Linked DNA regions of Mus musculus: regions 1 and 2 are each linked to region 3. A link is a contact called in public HiChIP or PLAC-seq data. All regions are on one chromosome and are shown on one strand. The core of a region is the stretch at or near the end of the contact, and the rest is flanking DNA. Distances in the headings are between cores, read along the strand shown.

Region 1 (3,218 bases), core at 94-2,593, 370 kb after region 3:
AAACCTCAAGAAGATCTAACTGGCAGTAGAGATCATCCTAGAAATCAGAAATTGTTCAAGTACATTTTTTCTTTAAAGTTCTGGAGAATGGGTGAAGCTGGTACCTTGCAGAGAAGGGACACAAGGAAGATGCCACTCGGGCTTGAGTCTGAAGTAAATGTAGAAAGCTTGTGTCTTAGTAGTGTGGAGCTGTAGGATGTCTTCATCTATTGCTGGAGCAGTGACAAGAACATAAACAACCTACCTAAGCTGAACTATGCCAGGTGGAAACAGCTTTGTTTTGTTTTGTTTTTATTTTAAAAACTGTATCTAGCCAACCCAAAGCTGCTTTCCTGTTGGGGACTGGCTGATCTGGGGACTGGCTGATCTGCCTGCCCCTATGGTCCTAATCTGTCTCTAGCCTCTGCTTTAGTCAATGAGTCTACAGTTAAGATGCCAAAAGAGATAGTCCCAGGGCCTAGATCATGAGACAGAACTTTGAGCTAGCCTTGAGAAGAAGACCAACACCTGCTTCCAGACTCCCTCAGACAGCAGGGCCACTCTTAGGAGACTGCTCCTCATGCCATTTCCACAGCTCAGGATCAGATAAATCATGTAGTAACTTGGCAGAAAAATAAAAAGATAGCTTCCGATTTATTAAATGATCCCTGGTCTCAGCTCCCACAAAGTGGTTACTCAAAGGGAAAGAATATAGGACTGAAAACCTGTCTTTCTCCATTGTCCAGCCCAGGTGTAGATGCTGCTTTCTCCTGCATATCTTCCATGTCTGCCTACAAGGTAAAGACATTATTCAACACTAAAGCTGTATATTTTATCATTTTGACTTACTTGGAAGAGATTTCTTTAAAAAGGCGTTCAGGACATACTAAAATTTTAGTGCTGGATCAGAGGGATTCCTCACACCTAATCTTGAGCATATAACTGCTTCAGCAAGTTCAACATCAGTACAAAGTCACAGGTATTCCAATCAACAAATAGCCTGGCATTACTTGGTAAACTGAGCAAGATTTTAAGCTGGCAATTTTGAAAAAGGCCTTACAGAGTGGCTGAGGGTGGTCAATCTCCTCTCTTTCACACTGGAGCATGAACAAGAAAAAGCCATCAATGGCATGCCCTATCAACTGTGACAATTATTCAAAACTTTTGACCTATCTCTATACTGTGGTTTCTTCTAGACACTGTCACCAAAGGAAGTGCTCAGGGAAAGTCATATTCATCTTTATTTTGGCCCCCAAACTTCATCTTCCCTGATTGTAAGCCTGATGACCCAGGCACAGGCTGCTTGTCTAAACTGCCTGACTGCACATTACTGGGCTCAAGCAGCTGAGTCATACTGAGCCTGTTATGGCTCCAGAACTGACTCTGAAGCAGCTGAACTCTTAAATGAGTGTGAATCCATAAATAGATGGCTGCCCTCTCCTCTATCTAACTTCACTTAGCTGAAGGCTTAAACCACAGCCACGGAAGCATGAGAGCAGGCTGTGTGCACTGCCTTAACAGCAGGCTCACAAAAAGGGCAAGCAGGAAAGCCTGTGGATTATTTCCCCAGATAGTCTGAACTCCACGTCATCCCCTCTTCTGGCAAACGCTTCAACCACAGTATTGAATAACATGTCATGTGATGGACCCTTCACCATGGATACCAGGCCTCATGTGCCTGTGATTTACTGAGGTCTCTGACCACAAACTCGAGTCCTCCTTTAGCTACCTATGGCTCCCTAAACCCTATCCAAAAAAGGAAGGGGAGATGAAGGCAAATTAATCCTTGTATAGTTTTGGCAAGGCTTTTAAACTTGAGGAAGCACACAACAATGTTGTTCTCTATCATTATTTGGTATATCAAGCCATCTAAAAGCACTGGATTGCACTGTTTCTTTACTCATAAAACAACTTACAAGGGTTTCAAACATTTCTTTAAAGAAACACCACACAAGCACCAACTTCATTATGACTCAAAGCTTACTATTTCCACAAAATAATTCTATTCCTCATCTGAGAAACAAGGCCAGGGCAAAAGGAAATACACTGACCAATTTTAGTGTTTGTTGAAACTCACATTTCTAGTCTTTCAAGTTTTGGTACAGAAGTGTACATTCAGCTACTACTGTCCTCCCCTTAGACCTTGGTCTGGCGATGCTGCTTTGTTGGTTTTTGAACACAGTGCTTTAGAGGGAGGAGTTGGTGAAGATGCTGAAGCCTAGATTATGTTGATAAAATTGAAGTAACATCAACTGAAGGGGTCTTTTGCCTCCTTGGTTTAGATTCTGAAAATGTAATCCCATACCTCCCTATTTTCCTTTGGTTGTTTTTCCCTCCAAACCAAATCCCACTTTACCACAGAGCCAAAATCGGCTCTTTATTTGGGGGAAAGGGGAAGAGACTATCAAATCAAAACAACTCCCAGCAGAACTGTGACCTGCTGCATTCTTAGGGTTGAGGACAAAGGGATGTGGACTCTTCAGAAACTTCCAAATAAAACCCCCACCCCAACCCACAACAAGCCTTAGCTGTTCTTTTAAAGGTGCCTGACAACAAACCCAAACCCCATGAAACCAATATCTGCTTCCAGCTTAGTCCATCAGTGCAGCAGCACAGCCGAGGCCAGAGACCCTGGGCCCCTCATTTCTAAATCCAAGCTACTGCTTGGCCTCTCCATTTCACATTCACAGAATCACTTGTGCAAAACAAGCAGTCTACGTTGAAAGAATGCCCTCATCGTAGTCTAATAAAAACCATAGGAAAAAAACGGCTAGAGAGCGTGTCTCTTCCACTCTGCTTATCTGCAGAGCGTAGGCATCTGTGCATGGACAGGGTAGGCGAGCCTGACGTTGAGGGAGTCGTTGTGCTGAACCAGGGATGTCTGCTGGTAATGGAGCACCAGCTCCTTCAGTGAGCTGTACAGGTTGTAGGGTTCTGCAAAGCCATATCCTCGAGCCGTGCTGTAGATGACACAGTGCTTCACTTCCCCGTCTGCACTGAGAGACAACACAGGAAAATACTTAAGGCATGTCCAGGAAACAGAGGAAGTCCAGAGCAATTGTTATACATAGGATCCAGGCAGAAGCATCCTGTCAATCAAACACAACTGTGCCTCTTAAAGGCTTGACTTCAGGTATGTACAACCACCACCCATGTAGGCCTACTCTCTCAGCCCTCAATTCCTGTCACTCCACATACATGTCCATTTGTTAACTCCTCCTTTGTTGATTGTTGTAGCT
Region 2 (3,285 bases), core at 413-2,912, 370 kb before region 3:
GCCGCTGCTGGGGAGAAGTCTCAACAAATCTGAACATCCCCACCTGCTCCGGAGACCAACTGTCTTCTTTACAACCACAACAGTGCCACTGACCCTAAGCCTGGACCTGTGGCAGTCTGGACTAGTTCTGTTCTCACTTGTGGCCAAGTGAGACTCTTGTATAATAAATCATCCTTTTTACTGTCTCAACTGGACAATGAATGAATGATTAAATGAATGAATCACTGAAGAAAATATTTTTCTCATAAGGGTAGGATTTCTGATGACCACCCAATAATTAATTCCAATAAAAACTACGGATGGGGGCTTGGGACATAGCTCAGTTAATAGTGCTTACCCAGGATGCACAAAGTCACTCGTTCAGTTTCTAATATTGCACTCAAAAAGAGGTAATTTTGTGTTGGGTATAGTAGCAGAAGCCTATAATTAAAAACTCAGGAGGCTGAGGCAGATGGATTAGGAACTCAAGGTTACCCTGTGTTATACACACAAAACAATCAAGAGCAACTTTATAAGGAAATGAACCCACATCCCTTTTTTGAGACAGTGTCTCTTTACATAGCTCAGGCTGTCTTAGAACTTGCTCTGTAGACCAGGCTAACCTCGAATTCACAGATATTCTGCTTCCCCAGTACTGGGATTAAAGGCATGCAACACCACAGGCAGCTTTTTGTTGTTGTTGAGTTTCTGTATTAGATAGAGGTGCTCCAGTGAAAACTGGATTATCCTCTGCAACAATTTACTTGTCTAATATTGTTAATCCTGTTCTCTGTGCTTTGCCAGATCCTATTAAGCAGCCTGGAGAAAACTGGGACTAGAAGTTTAAATGTGACTAGTCAATCAAGGCTACTTAATATATTTTAAGAAATTTTTGCCTAAGCATTCTACCTTTAGGTTTTGGCATAACAGAGAAGACAGAAGTCTAATGCCAACTGACTAGAAAACAAATTCTTAAACTTCAATTTAAATAAACCAGCTATAAAACCAAAAAGTGTTTTCTATAACTATTTTCTTTTTGTAAAAACAAAAAACAAAACAAAACAAAACAGCTGGGCGTGGTGGCACACGCCTTTAATCCCAGCACTCGGGAGGCAGAGGCAGGTGGATTTCTGAGTTCGAGGCCAGCCTAATCTATAAAGTGAGTTCCAGGACAGCCAGGGCTATAAAGAGAAACCCTGTCTCAAAAAACAAAAACCAAACAACAAAAAAAGGAAATGAGACAGCATCTACACAAACCAAGAAGGAAAAAGTCTGTTTGGCATGTGATTTTTCAGTACAATAGCACAGAGCTGCTCCACTTCATCATAATGAGGACAGCTGGTTGAGGGGGGAAAATCTTTTATTTCCTAGGTTGCTTTAATAAGATAATTGCTTTTCTAAGTTGACTATTTAATGATTAATTGAATCAAGTGTACCTCAAAGTAAAGAAAATTAGTCCAATGCAGATGTCCCTGAAGTGGTGACAAAGTTGTCTTGGGAAATAAATGCTGACCCCATTCAATATCTGCAGAAGTATTTAAATCTGTCATCACTGTGAACACCAAGCAAGCAAGTCTTGCATAATTGGGAGCAGGCCAGTGGCTCGTTTCTCTTTGCCTGTGGATGGCCCTTTCCCCCCACTGAACTGTTATGCAACAGTCCTCCTTTACTTCTCTTTAAAGCTGTTGGTGTGTCAAGTGTGTTCCTTACCCCGACCTCCAAGCAGACCAGATTCACTAAGCCTCTCCTTGCCAGAGTAAACAGTAAAAGCTGAGAGTCCGTCTCAGACAAGGGAAGCTGAGCTATCAGGAAGGCTCTAAGAGAATGAAAGCTGCAACCGCCAACTGCTGCCTGGAAGAGGTGTAGACCAGAGTGAATTAGAAAGGCTACTCTCCAACCTGTCAAGCTGTGTTGTGTCCAGGCTGTGCAGTATGCTCCAGATTCTCCAGCTCTCATGGGCTGTCACCCATGCTGGGCTGAGCTTTGGTGATATCTTTGAATCATTCTTTGTAAACAACCCCTCACCCATATTCTCGTTAGTAAACTCAGGAGTTAATAAAAATTAAACTCACTGGCTCACCAACTTGGAATTTGGTGGTATCCATACTTTGGTCTGTCGTGGGCTCCCTATCTGAGGTGAGTAGACATGTGTTGTGTCTCCTCAGGAAGTTTTGTCACACTTCATGAATACAAAATCCCAAAGGACAACAAGGAACAATCCTCCTCCCTTCATGTCTGTTTGCCATCTGTTCTCTGTAGGAAAAGAAAGGCCCCAGTCTGAAAAGCAGGACAGACTGACTGTCTCAGAGACAGGTAAGATTCAAAGCAAGCCAAGCATTCTCCTCCTAGCAGCTGTTCCACCACTTGCAGAGGAGAGATTTGCTGACCATCAAAAAGCTGGAAATCCTAGAAGAAAAAAGTCTAAGAGAAACAAACTGTAAACTCTAATGAGCCTGAGAAGTACTATTGATTATGTGTGACTTACGAGTCATAAATTAACATGGGTTGTCTGGACTGTGAATTAACATTGATCCAGAATGCAATATCTGAACATACTAGCCTTCAACAGTGTTGTCTAACACTAACAGCTTCTTATGCGGAAACTAACCTGAGTCTCCAAAGACACACCTACTCACTATCCCAACAGTCTTCACATCTCATTATAAGCCTGCATCTAAAGAGGCTGGGGTAAGTATAAGGGTGAGAGGCACAGCTTGGAAAGATAATAAATGTGTGCCTTGTTGACAGTATTCAAACACACACAGTCTCCAAGGGAAAACAGCACTTTAGAATTTAGGAAGAATTCAAGACACCCAGGATTTCAAACTACAAACTGCTGCCAGTTAGTGTTGACTAAAGCAAACAAATTAAGCTCAGAAAACTCAATTACACTGCCACAGCAAGCCCAGAAATATCTCATTACAAGAACATTTTTAATCAAGCCAAAACCATGAAGGAAAACTAGGGGGGAAAAACCCCCAAAGTTCAATAGAAAACCGGATGCTTGTCTGCGTGGTGGTGATGGAGGGAGGAGAGCCAAGCTACTGGAACAGCTTTGTCTTCTGGCAGCTGTTCCGCGGCAGATTGTGATAAATAATACAATCTGGCAAACGATTTCCTACATCAAGGAAAAAAAAAAAAAAAAACCATAGCTCCCCGGGAAAAAACTGCCAGGGCCTAATAAAATACCACGCTTTTACCCACCCATCACTTCCACAAACAATGGCTACGATCCAAAACACCACTCCCCACTCCATCCCTGCCCATCTGGAACTAATGAATTGCTACTTGGTGTGACTAGAAACA
Region 3 (2,980 bases), core at 263-2,762:
TCAGAGAGAATCATGTGCTAGTTACCTGTGGGTTTTTTGTTTGTATGGTTGGTAAATGTTTTTGTTTTTTTGTTTTTTGTTTTTTGTTTTTTTTTTTTTTTTTGCTTTTTGTTTTGTTTTGTTTGGTTTGGTTTGGTTTGGTTTGGTTTGGTTTGGTTTGGTTTGGTTTTTCGAGACAGGGTTTCTCTGTGTAGCCCTGGCTGTCCTGGAACTCACTCTGTAGACCAGGCTGGCCTCGAACTCAGAAATCCACCTGCCTCTGCCTCCTGAGTGCTGAGATTAAAAGCATGTGCCACCACCTTCCAGGGCTATGTTCTCTGTGTTAAAAGATTTATTTATTTTTGTTTTATTCATATTGGTGTTTATTTTGCCTACGTGTATGCCTGCATACCTTGTGCATGCATGCATTGCCCCTGAAGGCCAGAAGAGGGCATCTAATACTCTGGAATGGAGTTATAGGTGGGTCTTAACCCCCATATGGGTACTGAGAATTGAACTTGGATCTTCTGGAAGAACAATCACTAAGACATCTCTCCAGTCCTCCTTTCCCCTTCTCTCTCTCTCTCTCTCTCTCTCTCTCTCTCTCTCTCTCTCTCTCTCTCTCTCCCTCCCTCCCTCCCTCCCTCCCTCCCTCTCTCTCTCTCTCTCTCTCTCTCCTTCCTTCTTTTACAACATAATCTCCTGTACTCCAGGCTCGGTTGGACCTTACTATGAAGTAAAGGGTAACATTGGTCTTTATAGGGATATATCACTGAACATATCCAAGATTATTCAGTACCAAGTTTGAACCCAGGGCTTCACATATGCTAGGCTGCAGTCTGGCAACCAAGCTACAGCCCTGCCTTATTCAAACAGGTGTAGAATGTGCTGGAATGTAGGACCCTGCTTACTCTTTCACAGTTGGCATATGTTAGTCCTTCAGCCTAGATTGCTGCTGCTCCCCGGCTTCCTTAAACTCCCTGAGTGGCACCTGTTTATCCTTTCACATGGCAGTTATCATTAAATATCTGTCACCTGCATGAGTAAATCATGCTTTTATATATATGGTACTGAGGATCAAACTCAGGTTTTGTTTTTAGATTTTTGTGGTTGTTGTTTGTTGGTTTGTTTGTTTGTTTGTTTTCTCTGTGTAACAGAGCTGTGGCTGTCCTGGACTCACTCTGTAGATCAGGCTGGCCTCGAACTCAAGGAGGTATGCCTGCCTCTGCCTCCAGAGTGCACTACCATGCCTGGCTCCAGGCCTGACTCCAGCATTTCTTTTAAAAGATAGGATCTTTCTATTTATCCCATGCTTGCCTTGAATTTATAATGCTCTTGAAATTATGGCCAGGGGCCATATTGTCCAACTAACTCAATCACTTCTACCCACTTCTAACAGAGCACCCTTTGTGGGTGACATTCGCAATAGAAGTCTGTAAATTCAGGAAATGAAGTTAACAGAAGAAATCAGTACTGCCACATGACTCAGGCTGACTGCTTCCTTCTGCATTTTTTTCCCCTTTGCCTTGCCAGCTCTGCTCATATGACTCCCTCTCACTCCTTCCCACCTTCCAACCACAGACCAGTGATTTTAGCTGGCTGTAGTCTTCTTTCCACGACCTCACTTCAGCACTGATCTTCCTGTCTGAGTCCTGCCCTGGTATATCTTCTATGCCCTCAGCTGGCACTCCACACACAGGTGTGTGAATGTTTACATGTGTGAGCACACGTGCCTGCCCACATGTGTGCATTCATGTAGAGGAGGGGAGGGTGCAACCTAGCTCTAGAGTCCTGCATTGTTGGGCTAAGTTGCACTTTCAAGGGATAGAGTGGGAGAGGGGAAGTGACAATTCTACCCCAGACGCCTCTGCAGGAATCTACTCAATAACAATAAGTAATAACTACTATACTTAGTTCCCACTAGTGTTCTGGACTCTTTCCCTTGGTCCCAAAATATCTCCAAAAAGTGAAGGGGTTTTTTTTTTTTCAAATTTCTTTTTCTTTTTTTTGTTCTCTTTCTTTTTTCCCCTTTGGTTTTTTTGTTTGTTTGTTTGTTTTGTTTTTTGTTTTGGTTTTTCGAGACAGGGTTTCTCTGTGTAGACCTGGCTGTCCTGGAACTCACTCTGTAGACCAGGCTAGTCTTGAACTCAGAAATTCACCTGCCTCTGCCTCCCAAGTGCTGGGATTAAAAGCGTGGGACACCATGCCCTGCTTTTTTCTTTCTTTCTTCTTTCTTCTTCTTTTTTAAAAAAGATTTATTTATTATATGTAAGTACACTGTAGCTGTCTTCAGACACACCAGAAGAGGGAGTCAGATCTCATTACGGATGGTTGTGAGCCACCATGTGGTTGCTGGGATTTGAACTCAGGACCTTTGGAAGAGCAGTCGGGTGCTCTTACCTGCTGAGCCATCTCACCAGCCCCTCTTCTTTCTTTCTTTCTTTCTTTTAAAATATGAGTACACTGTATCTGTCTTCTGACACACCAGAAGAAGGCATCAGATTCCATTATAGATGGTTGTAAGCCACCATGTGGTTGCTGGAAATTGAACTTAGGACCTCTGGTAGAGTAGTCAGTGCTCTTAACTGCTGAGTAATCTTCCAGCCCCTACTTAATTTATTTTTATTTTTATTATTTAATATATTTATTTTGTGTTTTGGAGACAGGATTTTAAGATTAACCCAGGGTGGTCTCTAAATTGCATCGATCCTTCTATGTCTGCTTCCTGTATTTTTCTGAATTCATTCATTTTATGTAAATATGTGTTCTGTCTGAATGTCTGTCTGTGCATCACATATGAGTAGTGCCCTCAGCAGAGAGCATTAGATCCTCTGACACTGGAGTTACAAACGATTGTCAGCTGCCAACCCCCCCCCTTTTTTTTTAATCACCCATTGAGCTCAATTCGTGCTGCCCATGTGCTTATGGTCATAAGACCATCTACTACCATGTGTTAAATGTATGAAAATACACCCTTTAAAAAAGCTGACACTCCTTTTCC

What was found. HiChIP or PLAC-seq counts read pairs in DNA pulled down with a chosen protein or histone mark.
Region 1: a CTCF HiChIP or PLAC-seq map of the NIH/3T3 cell line shows a contact between it and region 3, with 6 read pairs. The contact joins two enhancer-like sites. A contact is called at or near these places in 1 of 39 promoter capture datasets (cranial neural crest) and 1 of 15 datasets of contacts at CTCF or cohesin (the NIH/3T3 cell line).
Region 2: an H3K27ac HiChIP or PLAC-seq map of microglia shows a contact between it and region 3, with 5 times the contacts expected there. The contact joins two enhancer-like sites. A contact is called at or near these places in 1 of 115 datasets of contacts at active chromatin or transcription factors (microglia) and 2 of 9 other capture datasets (liver and pancreatic islet).

The regions. Positions count from the first base shown.
Region 1 is chr4:116,299,391-116,302,608 of GRCm38.p6, reverse strand. Pik3r3 (phosphoinositide-3-kinase regulatory subunit 3) reads right to left here. Exons shown (of 10, transcript NM_181585.6): 10 at 1-2,975. The coding sequence ends at 2,777. Among named protein-coding and RNA genes, the nearest start is that of Pik3r3, 79 kb to the right of the region's middle. Within about 2 kb of position 1,343, at least 107 of the 459 cell types and tissues checked have an H3K27ac peak or open chromatin away from gene starts, as enhancers often do. A contact at or near this core is called in the NIH/3T3 cell line, where this site is marked.
Region 2 is chr4:117,039,953-117,043,237 of GRCm38.p6, reverse strand. The region is part of intron 3 of Eif2b3 (eukaryotic translation initiation factor 2B, subunit 3); the gene reads right to left. Among named protein-coding and RNA genes, the nearest start is that of Eif2b3, 22 kb to the right of the region's middle. Within about 2 kb of position 1,662, at least 133 of the 459 cell types and tissues checked have an H3K27ac peak or open chromatin away from gene starts, as enhancers often do. A contact at or near this core is called in microglia, where this site is marked.
Region 3 is chr4:116,666,928-116,669,907 of GRCm38.p6, reverse strand. No RefSeq gene overlaps it. Among named protein-coding and RNA genes, the nearest start is that of Gm25137, 5.7 kb to the left of the region's middle. Within about 2 kb of position 1,512, at least 102 of the 459 cell types and tissues checked have an H3K27ac peak or open chromatin away from gene starts, as enhancers often do. A contact at or near this core is called in the NIH/3T3 cell line and microglia, where this site is marked.